2 separate regions of the Mus musculus genome follow, and region 1 is linked to region 2. Evidence: chromatin contacts called from public capture Hi-C data. All regions are on one chromosome and are shown on one strand. The core of a region is the stretch at or near the end of the contact, and the rest is flanking DNA. Distances in the headings are between cores, read along the strand shown. Region 1 has its middle 19 kb from the start of Gm8273. Region 2 has its middle 4.6 kb from the start of Gm46842.

The links. Capture Hi-C pulls out chosen DNA fragments and counts their contacts.
Region 1: a contact with region 2 is called in a capture Hi-C map of bone marrow-derived macrophages, with 5 times the contacts expected there. The contact joins two enhancer-like sites. A contact is called at or near these places in 4 of 484 Hi-C or Micro-C datasets (Th2 cells, embryonic fibroblasts, macrophages and 1 more), 15 of 115 datasets of contacts at active chromatin or transcription factors (the 230-238 cell line, CD8 T cells, T-cell acute lymphoblastic leukemia and 10 more) and 1 of 9 other capture datasets (bone marrow-derived macrophages).

What each region holds. Positions count from the first base shown.
Region 1 is chr4:8,664,928-8,668,726 of GRCm38.p6, reverse strand. No RefSeq gene overlaps it. Among named protein-coding and RNA genes, the nearest start is that of Gm8273, 19 kb to the right of the region's middle. Within about 2 kb of position 1,871, at least 126 of the 459 cell types and tissues checked have an H3K27ac peak or open chromatin away from gene starts, as enhancers often do. A contact at or near this core is called in bone marrow-derived macrophages and macrophages, where this site is marked.
Region 2 is chr4:8,913,465-8,917,455 of GRCm38.p6, reverse strand. No RefSeq gene overlaps it. Among named protein-coding and RNA genes, the nearest start is that of Gm46842, 4.6 kb to the right of the region's middle. Within about 2 kb of position 1,710, at least 57 of the 459 cell types and tissues checked have an H3K27ac peak or open chromatin away from gene starts, as enhancers often do. A contact at or near this core is called in bone marrow-derived macrophages and macrophages, where this site is marked.

The DNA.
Region 1 (3,799 bases), core at 622-3,121, 250 kb after region 2:
CTCTTTTTTTTTTTTTTTTTTTTTTTGACATTATTCTCAAAGAAGCCCAGACGGGTTGTGAACTTGAAATCTTCCTTTACAGTCTCCTCTCTCCAAGATAGTATCTATCTATCCCTCCCTCCCTTCCTCCCTTTCTCCCTCCAGTTGCAGGTGACCAAACCCAGGGCCTTCCTGCACTTGACCGGTAGGTATATTTACATCAGTGTCACCACAAATACAAGAGTGATATAATGTGCTAAGACTTTTAGGGTGGCTATGACATTATAGGTATCAGGGTTCTCTCAGCTCCATTTTGATCTTATAAGACCAGGTGCTGTTTGGTGATGGCTGGATTGTCATGCACACATAACTATGCTTAAAGCCGAACTGACGTGACCTCTGGGACTTGCATTAACAGTGTGAAGAAATGGTGGAGCACAGACAAGAGAGGCCATACATTGATGTATGTTGGACTTATAATACCCAGGGAGGGAGGCAACACTGCACATTTCTTTCTACTTTTGTGTATGTTCTGTTTCGTTATAAAAAGTTCATGAGGCCATTTGAAAGTCCAGTACTTCCCTATGTGGCGAGACAGTGCAGACATGGGTCCTGAGGAAGGCTGTTGGTGAAGCCCAGAGCATCTGAACGACCATCTTCTTGAAGAGGAGCAGGAAGCTTTTCTGATGAAACTTCACGGTGCTGGGGTTGTGTCTAGCTGTGGCCTACTAACTTTGTCACCTTGAGCTCATCTCTTACCTCCAAAGAACTCCAAGGCCAGCATCCTCCATCCTTACCTACCTGTGAGGCAGAGATAGTAATTGTGCCAACCGTATAGAACTCATTGTGCCAAAGGAAGCCATGCACAAACCCACCATGCTCCACCCAAGACAAAGTTAAATGTCCAATGGCAGTGTGGGTGTTTTATTTCCCAACAGAATGGTCACAAGAAATAAGGACATAGAGCCAGGTATGGTGGTGCTTACCTTTAATTTCAGCACCCTGGAGGCAGAGGCAAATGTTTGTGAGTTCCAGGCCAGCCCGATCTATAAAGTGAGTTCCAGGATAGTGAGTTCCTTTTTTCCTGTCTAAAAAAGTAGAAAAAAAGAAAGAAAGAAAGAAAGAAAGAAAGAAAGAAAGAAAGAAAGGAAGGAAGAAAGGAAAAGAGAAAGGAAAAAAGAAAGGAAGGAAGGAAGGAAGGAAGGAAGGAAGGAAGGAAGGAAGGAAGGAAGGAAGGAGAAATGAGGACAGGTCTAGAGTGTATAGTGCGACAGAAAACTATTGGAAGTGGCAATGGTGCCCCGGTGGAATGGAGGAATCTAAGGTCTTTGTCCACTGAGGTCATCTGGAGGTCAATGATGACATCATCATGTTCGGCTCATGATGATGTGTAGAATGCAACCAGAGAACAGATAATTAAGCAAGAAGCGCCAGTGGCAACGGGAACAGTGGAAGCTGTGTGCTTCCTTATTTGGATACGAGGAACTTGGGCAGCGAAGACAAGGGAGCCCTTTTGCAGAAGGATGGGAGTTGAGGGGCAGGAGACACTGTCCTCAGCTAGGTAGAGATGGGAGATGTCCAGCAGCCTGCTCCAAAACTCTGGGAGATTGGAAAAAAAAAATCCAGAGAGAGTTAAGGAAGGGAGCTGGGTTTCTGAGGTCTTGGTGGAAGGTGTCTGATGTTAGAATCAGCTTCATACAACAAGGATGGCCAGAGCAGCACAGGGTGGGCCCCCTTAGTGTCAAACGGGCAGGCAGGTGGCAGTCTATACCCTCTGTACTGTTGAGAAGAATGTTCTGTGGCCTTTGAAGTCACCTCCTTTATGTGACAGGAAAAGGGTGAGAATTAATCGCTTCTCTGAGTGGGCCGTGGTGGAATAGAGCCCCCCAGCTGCTGGAGGTGGAACTGCAGCTGTCTGATACTAGCGCTGGAAGAGAGCCCAGCCCCCAAAGCTAAGGGGAGACACAGCTCAAAGAAAACACAGCCTGCGACAGGCAGAGGCCCCATGGAGTGCTAGAACGGGAAACATTTTTTGTAAACACTGTTCTCTTCTCTCTACTCATCGCCTTTATTTCCACTCTACCTCATACCATGTCTGTCTCATCCTGATGTTAAGGCCAAAGAGCCGGTTAAGACAGGAAAACCTGTATCTGGAAACGTATTCACCTGCTTTGTGCTAAAATGCTCCAGAAGTATGGAGCGTGGCCTTCTGATAAGGGTAAGAGTTGGGAAGGATACATTGAAATCTACATTTGCCTACCCCACCCCTGTGCCTGCCCCTCTTTTCCTCTGCCCCTCCCTGAAAACCGAAGAAAAACATGCATGCTAATTGAACCCTCTGAGCTACACCCCCCACTCTTTTTACTTCTTAATATTTTGAGACATCTCACTAAGTTGCCAAGGCAGGTGTTGAATTTTGACTTTTAGTGTCTTAGCTTCCCCTCTATCACAGATCTGGAATTAAGACATGGCATAGGGACTCATTTGAAAAGCACTCTTGGGGCTGGAGAGATGGCTTAGAGGTTGGCTAAGCCATCTGAACTGACTGCTCTTCCAGAGGTCTTGAGTTCAGTTCCCAGCAACCACATGGTGGCTCATATCCATCTTAATGGGATCTGATACCCAATTCTAACGTGTCTGAAGACAGCGACAGTGTACTCATATACATAAAATAAATAATTCTTAAAAAAAAAAAACCAAAGCCCACTCGAGCCTTGAATTTGTGTGGGGCTGGGATACATTGTTTTTCTGCCAAGGCTTAGTGAGGCTGTATCTATTATCCCAGCTGTGGAAGCTGAAGCAGGAGGATCACTTGAACCTCTAAGTTGGAGACTAGCCTGGGCAACATAGTGAAAACTATTTCATAAAACAAAACAACAATAAATGTTCTTTTTTTGTGTGTGTGTGTGTGTGTGTGTGTGTATTTGAGTCAGGGTTTCTCTGTGTAGCCTTCCCTGTCCTGGAACTCACTCTGTTCACTAGGCTAAGTTCAAACTCAAACCAGCTGCCTCTGCCTGTCTCTGCCTCCCAAGAACTAGAATTAAAGCCTGTGTCACCATCATCTGCCTCAAAATGTTCTATTTTTAAAAAAGATTTATTTATTTATATGTAAATACACTGTAGCTGTCCTCAGACACTCCAGAAGAGGGCACCAGATTTCATTATGGATGGTTGTGAGCCACCATGTGGTTGCTGGGATTTGAACTCAGGACCTTTGGAAGAGCAGACAGTGCTCTTAACCACTGAGCCATGTCTCCAGCCCTCTATTTTTTATACTAATATTATTTTAATATTGCAGCCAAACCTAGTTTTAATTAGTATAAGTATTAAATTAGCAACTTATTGTGGAGTATAAAAAGATGACAATGTTTGTAAGAACATAATGAACCAAAATTTTAGCTAAATTATCACCAATTAGACCAAATCTATCTTTATCTACTTACCTACCTATCTATCATCTACCTACCTACCTATCATCTATCTATCTATCTATCTATCTATCTATCTATCTATCTATCTACCTACCTATCCATCTATTTTGGATGCAGGTTTGTACTACACTGTCCTAGCTAGCCAGGGACTCACATGTAAATGAGGCAGACATGGAATTTGCAGACACACAGCTGTCTCTGCTTCTCAAGTGCTGGGATTAAAGACGGGTGACCACTCAAGCTCCCCATCCCTAGAGAAGTGCTATGCAGTCTATAAGCACTTGCAAAGGAGAACTTACCCTTTTCAATGGACTCTCACTAGGTATAGAAACCGCTCTTAAGGACAAACCCCACGGCCAGCAGTAGAAGGCCAACACAAAATGAACGCA
Region 2 (3,991 bases), core at 461-2,960:
CGGGTGGTTATGACTCCTTCTGAGTGGAATAAAGGATATGTTCAGCCCATACACATTTGTTTGTGTTCCAGCTCTGGACTCACTACCCCAAACAGTGACTTTCCAAGTATGTTTCCTGCATGCTGATAAGCAATGACCTCAACAAACTGGAAGGGAAATACCCCGAGGAAAGGAGCAGTCACTCTGTACTTCCCTCTCCTTGCCTTGGTGGCAGCTCCTTTAACTCTCTCCTAGCAAGAGACAGCATCACCGATTTTACAGCCAAGAAACTGAAGCCCCAAAAGAACAGTATAGGTAAGACAGCCAAGAAGTTACTGATGGGAAGCTGTTTTCAGGCTTTCTTCTGGCTTCATGAAAGACACAGAACCATCATGGTATGCTACTTAACTAAGCACATATCAACACTGTGTACATTCCCATCAAAAGCTTAAACATGTATTAAAACATGCTAAACCACACCCCTTACACTGAATCAACACACACACACACACACACACACACACACACACACAGAGAGAGAGAGAGAGAGAGAGAGAGAGAGAACAGCCAGCTAAATCACACCCTTTACATACACTCAATACACAGGCAGAGACAGAGACAGAGAGTGGGGGGGGGGGGACGGGACACACACAGAGAACCACAGAGAGACAGAGACAGAGATCACTGGTTGGACCAGAAATGAGCCCTTGGAGCCACAACCCTTGCTAATGCTCCACTCACTGGCTAATTAGATCTTTCTTTTCAAGAATTTGAATAAAGAGAAGGACACACTGTGGCAAAGCCTAAGGTAATCTTTTCAGCCCAGACTTTCACCGGGTCAGGTAGGGGATAGAACAGGAGTCAGTGGAGGGTAGGGGCTCCATGGATCTGCCCTGGTATGCTACAATGCAGGGGGAGGGGAGTGGAAATGAAAGAGGGTCCACTTTGCTCTGCAAAGTTCAGAAGAGCTGCCCCCTGCTCAGGGCTTCCCCATGAGCAATGCTCTTTGAAGCCTGCTGTGCTAGAGCAATTCCTTCTTTTAACTGAGCTAGCTTGAGTAAATTTCTTTCCTTATGACCAAAGATCTGAGACTTCAGCATAAATAAACACAGATAAGAGACACATTTTCTCAAGCCTGTGCTGTCGCTTTGCCATTGATGAGCAGTGTTCCCAAATGTATTCCCACCTGGCTGTCCCCTCAGGAACTTCAATTTCAACATGCAGAAAACAAAGAGCCCACACACACATGTGCACACACCTCCAGCATACTCCCTGTCCCCTTGTTGCCAGCCTCATTGAATGCCATAGTCCCTCTAATTACTTAAAGCCAGAAGCCTAGGACTATCCTTGACTTTTCTTCTTCAACCATCACAAGCCCTCTCAAATACATCCCAACTGGTTCACCCCTTTGCCCACTCTACTCTGTTGTAGTCTGGGCTTCATAGGCTTCGTCTGTCTCATAGTACCTCTCACTGGCTCCCTCCACCCTGTCTTGTTCTTCTCTAACAACCAGATGGACCCTCTAACACTCCACCTTGTTGGTGTAAACACACACACACACACACACACACACACACACACACACACACGGTGTTTACAATCCTACAGTGGCTTCCCTTTGCCTTTTAAGGTAAAATCAAAACTCACGCGCATGGCTTACAGGGCCCTGTTCACTGTAGCCGCTCTAATCCTGTCTCTCAGCATCCTGCCTACAATCTGCCAAAGCTGGACCTCTTTCAGTTCCTCAAAAATGTCATGCTTCTATGCCCAAAGAAGTTGTGTGTGCTTTGTAACCCCTCTTCTGATGAACCCGTCCTCTTTCTCCATGTCACAGCTTAGATTCTGTCCTCCACGAAGTTTAAGTAGCCCAAATATACATTCCTGTAACCTTCTGTATATGATTTCCCAGGCAACCGGCAGACCTTCGTTCACTATAATTAATTATATTCACTATCGCTCCTTCTTGGGGGAAAACCACTGGCTGGCATGCATTGCTCAGTGATGCCCCAATGCTGAAGTGTGTTGCCGCTTAAGAAGCTCTGAAGAAATGAATAAACCCTTGTATCACAGCTTTGTCCTCATGCTCAGGACTATAGAGACAGCGTAATAAATCAGCTCCGCTAACAACTTCATTACTGCTTGTATCCTTACAAATATGGAGTGAGATTGTCAGGCTTGGCAGCAAGTGTCCATACCAGCCCTGTGGTGCTTTTCAACAGTCAATACAAGCTGGGAGTCCTGCAATGGAGATAGCTCATAGCCACCTTCCAAGAGTCCTGGGAAGGAAATCCTTACTACCCAGCTAGGAGCCAGAGGCCTGAAGTAAATCGGATGTGGGCAGCGCATCCCATGTAGAGCTACCGCTAGGGTACCTTCCTAAGCCCAACAGCAGGCTAGGGCTGCTACGCCCCATTAAAAAAGGCAAGAACACAACCCTGGTTCCTTTTCTCTCCCCGGTTCCATTTAACATTCTTTCATTTCTTTCTCTTGCCCATATTCTAATCAACGACAAGAACACTCTGTCCATGTCTTCCCTCCCAAACTGGAACTCAGTCTTTTGGCTCTACTAAATTCCCTGTTTCCGGTGAAGAAGGATTTAAAGCACAGACAAAGAGCTCTGCTGTGGGACCGTCAGGGTTCTGCTGGTTTGAGGTGGATAGAGCCAGGACATTGTGGACTGCAGAGGTGCAGTGACTCCCTGAAGGTGTCCTGATTATAGCTCCAGCAAGCACAGAACTAGAGAATACTAGGGTAAGCACCATCTTCTATTGTTTCTCCCTTGTCCTACACCACAGGCCTTCTTCCTCTGCTGCCCAAGTCCACGCTGACTCTCCACTTTGACCATCTCTCTCTCTCCCTCTCTCTCTCTCTCTCTGATGATACCTTTGTTATTTAGTCTCAGTGTAGCGATCAGCCCCTTGGCAAGAGGAAGGTGTTCTGTCTGCAGTTTTAGCTGAAAAAACACATGTGTTTATCTGAAAGTTGTCTTAAATAGGGTATCTTGATCTAGACATTTAGTTCAATGATAGAACACTTGCTTTGCATGGATAATTGGATCTCCAATACCAAAAAAGTGAAATTTAAATATTCTTCACTCTGCTTAGGTCAAATTTTGCCCGGCTATGGTGCATCTTGTCCCTGACCCTAATCTGGGCACCAGAGGAAGCATGTGGCTTTTGTTGAGACTGCTCAAAGTGTGCCAAACTGAATTCAATGAAATTAAAGTTTCAGTCCACAAACAAGTAGCCAAATAACGAAAGTCGAGAGATGGGCTGTTAAAAGTTCACCACAATTATTTCTTTCCAGGCTCTCAAACAGTAGTCGCAGTGTCTGCGTCCTGTGCCCCCCCCCCCTATCCCTAACATTCCTTTCCTTTGACCAGGTTGAAAGTGACTCCCAGTGGTTAAAGGGAACCTCTGCCTTAAAAAAGACAGTCATCACTGAAAAGCATTTTAAACACACAGCAAAAGGAAAATCTCCAAAGGAGATAAAGGGTGTCAGGAGTGGGTGTCTCTTTTCTATGAACAGCTCTGAGGTGGGGTCGTCTAGCTGGCCCACTCAGCAGGGAAACTGGTGGTGGCCTCCCTTAACCCTTCAAGGCTCCCACCTCAGCAAGAGGCTGGGGCAGATCAGAGTCACTCAAGCACTCCTTGCTGACTGGAAGAAAACAGCAAAGGAAGGGGAAAAAAAGATGATTCCGGTGCGGCTTCCCCACCCCCAGCCTTTCTTCTGCCAAAGAGCCCTCTGTTCAGAGAAATTAAAGGACTCTGATAGCAGAGCACAAATTCAGAACAGAAAAGCCCCACTATGCAGCAGAGGTCGTTTTTGTGGGTACTCAGACAGTGGACACTTTTTTGTTCCTGAACTTTTGGAGACCATTTATATAGAAGGCTGTTTGTTCCTGGACAAACACCAGCAAAGAAGCCTTGAAGGGGAGGGGGAAAATTTGTTTTGCATGAGAGAGAGAGAGAGAGAGAGAGAGAGAGAGAGAGAGAGAGAGAGAGAGAGAGAG